2 separate regions of the Mus musculus genome follow, and region 1 is linked to region 2. A link is a contact called in public HiChIP or PLAC-seq data. All regions are on one chromosome and are shown on one strand. Each heading gives the region's core, a stretch centred on a gene start, on an enhancer-like site or on the middle of the called end of the contact. The rest is flanking DNA. Distances are from core to core; before and after follow the strand shown. Region 1 overlaps Mgat4a (mannoside acetylglucosaminyltransferase 4, isoenzyme A). Region 2 overlaps Tmem131 (transmembrane protein 131).

Region 1 (2,700 bases), core at 186-2,685, 690 kb before region 2:
AATTATACTATTGAGCATTTTTACCTTGTCATTTTGTTTGTTTGGTTTTTAAGCCAATGATTTGCTCTGTAGCTCTGGCTGCCCTGGAACTTGCTATGTGGACCAGACAGGGCTGGAACTCACAGAGATCCACCTCCCTTGGGCATTAGAGGGCTGGGATAAAAGGTGCACACCACAGTGTCTGACGTCATTATTCTTCAAAATACTATTTGCATTAAAATTTTATTTTAATGGTCTAAGATTTTACTCTATGGCACAGGCTGTTCAAGAAGTAACTTATGTAGCCCAGGCTGGCCTCAGACTTGTGAGCCTCCCGATTCAGCCTTGCAAGTGCTTAGGATTAGCCGTGTGTACTCCCCACACCAACTGAAATACTTTTCTAGCTAATGTGCTAATCATAGACCACAGCAAATGAAGCATTTCCTTCTATAATTAGCAAATGAATGTTTTCCTGGGTCACTTTTGCCCTTCCAAATCACAGCTCTGTGAGAGACATTTTTGCGAAGCGTTTGGTTACATTTCTGGCAGCCCTTGTGATCTTCATTAGATTATGTTTTGATGGCAGGCGATTTCCAAACACACCATTTCTGGAACAAGACAGAAAGCAATTAGGTATTTGTGGAACGAGTGAAAGCTAAAATCATGGAGAGGAAACGACTGAGTCACAGGACAGACTGTGTTAGGGCCTTTGATCCTGCTGACTATCTAGGACAGGCATCACACCGTGACTGACAGCATCCTTCAAAGGGCTGCTGCTTGCTGGAGTGGAATAGGGTATTGTAACTTACTGATTCTTCTCACGTGGAATTCAAGTTTAATTTTATCTATGATGTGATGTATTTTTGTGGGTTTGATATGGATGTTTTTGTCTGCATTATGTCTGTGTACCACATCTGAGAGGCGCCCAGGGAAGCTAGAGGAGGGTGTTAGAGCTCCTGGCACATGTGAGCCAGGACCTCTGAAAGAGCAGCCGGTACTGTCACCACTGAGCCTGTCTCTCCGTCCCTCATGTCATATCTTTCATGGCATTGTGGCCACAAGTCCATAATGCTGACTGCCTTGTTTAGAAGGTGAAATCTCAGTTGAATGAAAATTGACAGCACTATTGTCTAATTAACAGAAATTTTTACTCTGTACTCTGTTCAGTGGCTCATCCACTCCTCTGGATGAAACGGAAACCACTTTTAGATTGACACGTACTGAGCGTTCCCAACTTCTAAATATTTTCAGTGACTATTTTAGGGAAATCTATCTTCTATATAAAAGTTTGATGAAATGCTAGTGCATAAAGAAAATGAAAGTTAGGAAGGACAGGCACATGCCTGGCATGGAAGAACATGGCTTCATGGAAGATTTGAGACCACGTGGGCTGTATATATCAACAACCTGTCTTTAGGAAAGAAAAGAGAAGAAGACAGGAAAGTGAAATTGAGCTGTGGCCAGTGTGCTTGCTGCAACTTCCTTTCTAGACTGCTGCGTAGTTAGTGCCTGCCTGGCTGTTTCTCCTGTGTTCTCAGTTAATTTTCAAAAGAGAATCGGCAGCAACTTCCGGAAGGTAAGGGGTTCCTGCCACTTAAATTGTCTTTCTGTGTTTCAGATAATACCATAAAGCTTCTAAAAGAGTTGACAAGCAAAAAATCACTTCGAGTGCCAAGTATTTATTATCATTTGCCTCATCTATTGCAAAATGAAAGAAGCCTTCAGCCCGCCGTACAGATTGGCAGTGGAAGAACGGGAGGTGTGTTCACTGTGCGCCTGCTATTGGAACTGTGGTTTGGAGGGGTTGATTGACCACTAGGAAGATGTCTAGCAGGACAAAGGAGTAAAATTAAATATACGTGCATATTTAATATATTAACATAATTACTATATTAGATTCAATAATTAAAAAGAAAATAAATATTGATATTATCATATTAATTCATCTCATTAGCATATCAATATTAGCATACTTAATATATTTGTATTTAAGTTATTATAGTAACAATATTAAAATATATAACTATTGGTGGTATTAAATTATTAAATTGTGGTTGTTAAATTATAATATATAATTTATTGATATATTTAATATCTGCACAGCATCTTGGGGCTTAGTGCAATCTGCTTATTGAAATGATATGGACATCTTTTCCATATATCTAAACAGGATCAGTACACATGTAGTTCAGGCAGATAAACCTTGAACCTTTGTCAGCTTTCTGTTTTAAAAATGGGGAGGTAGAGAGATGACCCCTCCCCCATGTCTGAGTCTGGCATTAATGGCTCTTCACAATCCTGCCTTAGGGGTTTGTCTTCAGTCTGCTCCGCCTTCCCCTGGACATGTAGAGGCAGAACATTGCTCTCAGGAGCATCCCATGTGGGAACACCTGCTATTGCTATGCTTTTCCTGCCTAAGCAGTCCTGGAATTCTCCTCCGAGGACCTTTTAGCTACTTAATATTTCTAGTGTTTCATTTTTACGAGACTTTAAAATTTTTGACTTAATTGAACTTGGACTTTTTAGGTGGACTTTTTCTTCATAGATTTAAAATGTAGAGATGAAAATATTACAATTGGGGAAACAATAATTCTAGAGATACTAAAATTCTTCTGCCTTTGTTGTTGTCTGGGGATTTTTTAAAAAATGAGGTCTCACTATGTAGGCCAAGCTTCCCTTCCCTTCCCCCCACTGGGATTTCAGGTGTGTGCCTTGCCAGAT
Region 2 (2,700 bases), core at 72-2,571:
GTCAGATCTCATTACGGTGGTTGTGAGCCACCACGTGGTTGATGGGATTTGAACTCAGGACCTTTGGAAGAGCAGTCAGTGCTCTTAGCCACTGAGTCATCTCGCCAGCCACAGTTGTGAACTTTTAAAGTTGGTGTGCAGAGGCTGGAGAGACAGCTCAGTGGTTAAGGAAGGCACCGGTGCTCCTCCAGAAGATGTGGGTTCAATTCTCAGCTCCCGCTTGGCAGTTACAACCACCTTAACTCCAGCTCCAGGAGAGCCCATCCCCTTTTATGGCCCCCGTGGGTATTGCATGCATGTAGCGCACCGGCATCCGTGCAGCCTAAATACTGTACGCAGAGATCGGTCCTATAAACTCTGAACTACGATGCTTCATTTTTGTCTTTCCTTAAAAGTGTGTTACAGACAACTTGGAGTTTTTACATCATTCTGTAGTTATCAAGGAGCCTGTGGTAACCAAATATTATTCTTGTTTTGGCAAAGAATGCTGACCCGCCCCTCTGCTCCACAGTGCACTCTTTCTCCTGGTCATTGGAACAGCCTACTTGGAAGCTCAAGGGATTTGGGAGCCCTTCCGAAGGCGACTCTCCTTTGAAGCCTCAAACCCGCCCTTTGATGTAGGAAGGCCATTTGATCTCAGGAGAATCGTTGGTATTTCATCTGAAGGAAAGTATGTTCATATACTAAAAGTCCACTTTTTAATACACATAGACTTAGCTGATATAATTACAAGAAGTGAAATTTATCTTTACTCGGAATTTTTTAAAAAACGATTCTGGTGCTCAGATACTGAGAACTCATGAGAGTTCTTAACAGGGACAAAATATGCTTAGTTATTAGTTATTAGTCCTAACCTTATTTATAACTGTCAGAGGTGACAAACTGTAGAAGGTTGTGGCTCTGATCCCTTCCACTTCTGTCCCTAGTTTCTCTTTATGATGGGTTTACTAATGAAATTTTTTTCTTAGTATTAGGTTGGAAGTTACTGCTTACTGATTTTTCAATTGATCCATTTTTCAGCTTGAACACACTTGGCTGCGAACACAGTCATGGTAGGGGTTTCTATAGTAACGCATCATCCCGGCCTGGTACAGGCAGTCACAGGCAGTGTGGCACATCAGTCCACCCACACAGCAGCCATGGCAGCAAAAACTCAGCTGATGTGGACAACGTCAGAACCAGAAACAGTTCAAGTATGTCAAGCAGGACTTCTCCACAAGCAGCTGCCTCACAGTCTACAAGCAAAACCAGCCCCCTAGTCTCAGAGACAGCTGCAGCAACCCAGGGTCACACAGCAAGCAGGAAGTCCAGAGGGGCAAAGCAGGGCCAGCACAGCAGCCAGCACCACAGCCACAGCCACAGCCCACTGGAGCAGCACTCACAGCCTCCACCACCAGTGCCTCAGCACCAGGAGCCACCACCCGAAAGGCTGTCTCCTGCCCCCCTCACACACCCTTCCCACCCCGAGCGAGCCAGCACCACACGGCACAGCTCAGAGGACTCCGACATCACCAGTCTCATAGAAGCCATGGACAAAGACTTTGACCACCACGACTCCTCCCCCCTAGACGTGTTTACAGAGCAGCCTCCGTCACCGATGTCAAAAAGCAAAGGTAACCCTGTCCAACCCCCTTCCAAAGAACAAGGCGTGTGAGGGAGAAGGAGCAGTCAGGATCATAGGCAGTGGATACAGCACCTTGTTAGGTAGCTCAGACCCATCTCCTGCGGGAAGCAATGGCCTCTCTGTATCACAGTGCAAACGGAAGCAACTGCTTGTCATGAAACTTGTTCTTCCCTTGTTTCTCCAGACAGAATCTGATGGACGGCTGCCGGTGATAACTGTTACAGTCATTTTTAAAAATTATTTTGAGGCCAGGTATTGCTGGCACATACCTTTAATCCTAGCACTCGGGAGACAGAGGCAGGAGGATCTCTGAGTTCAAGACCTGCCTGTTCTACAGAGCGAGTTCCAAGACAGCCTGGGATACACAGAAAAACCTTGTCTCAAAAAACAAACAAACAAAAATATTTTGAAAACAGGGCTAAAACCAAAACCATCTACCTCTTAACTCAAAATAGAATTTCTAGCTGTGCACACATCTGTAGTTGTACTGGTGAGGTAGAGACAGGAAGTTTGTCACAGGCTTGAGGTCAGTGAGGCTACACACTGACACCTCTCTCTAAATAGGAAAAGGGGCAAAAGAAGCAAGTGAAAAAATAGTTGGTGAAACCTCCAAAGAGGCTGGCCAACAGGACAGGGACAACAGGAAGTGGTGGCCGTGCACACATCACAGTCTTGTAGGCAGAGGAGTGAGGGATGTACCAGATCTGCAGAATTGGTAGGTTAGGGAAGGAACTTTGCCAGAAGGAACCACACAAACAGGAGAAGTGTGAACAATTCAAGGGATGGAAAATCCAAGGCCAGAGTGACAGCGAGGTCTAACAGGGAGCATGAGCGAAGGCTTCAGAGTAGTGGGAGTGGGAACAGGCGCTTGTGTGCAGCCTCATGGGTAAGGTACAGAGGAATACACCTTATTGGCAGTGGCAGGGCCTCAAGACTAGAGCAATCCAGAACCGCAAGATTGGGGACTCAGAACTTGGAAAGAAATGTGGCGCATAGACCATGTGGTTCCTAAGACTGCAAGCAGCCTTTCCATCAGTTCATCTAAGGGGGTGCGACCACAAGCCATCAATCATGGT

Evidence for each region. HiChIP or PLAC-seq counts read pairs in DNA pulled down with a chosen protein or histone mark.
Region 1: a contact with region 2 is called in an H3K4me3 HiChIP or PLAC-seq map of bone marrow-derived macrophages, with 6 times the contacts expected there. The contact joins two enhancer-like sites. A contact is called at or near these places in 3 of 115 datasets of contacts at active chromatin or transcription factors (bone marrow-derived macrophages, large pre-B cells and microglia).

Annotation. Positions count from the first base shown.
Region 1 is chr1:37,494,911-37,497,610 of GRCm38.p6, reverse strand. Mgat4a (mannoside acetylglucosaminyltransferase 4, isoenzyme A) reads left to right here. Exons shown (of 16, transcript NM_173870.3): 4 at 1,598-1,738. Among named protein-coding and RNA genes, the nearest start is that of Gm39627, 7.3 kb to the left of the region's middle. Within about 2 kb of position 1,435, at least 89 of the 459 cell types and tissues checked have an H3K27ac peak or open chromatin away from gene starts, as enhancers often do.
Region 2 is chr1:36,806,797-36,809,496 of GRCm38.p6, reverse strand. Tmem131 (transmembrane protein 131) reads left to right here. Exons shown (of 41, transcript NM_018872.2): 30 at 512-670; 31 at 1,021-1,613. Among named protein-coding and RNA genes, the nearest start is that of Zap70, 46 kb to the right of the region's middle. Within about 2 kb of position 1,321, at least 29 of the 459 cell types and tissues checked have an H3K27ac peak or open chromatin away from gene starts, as enhancers often do.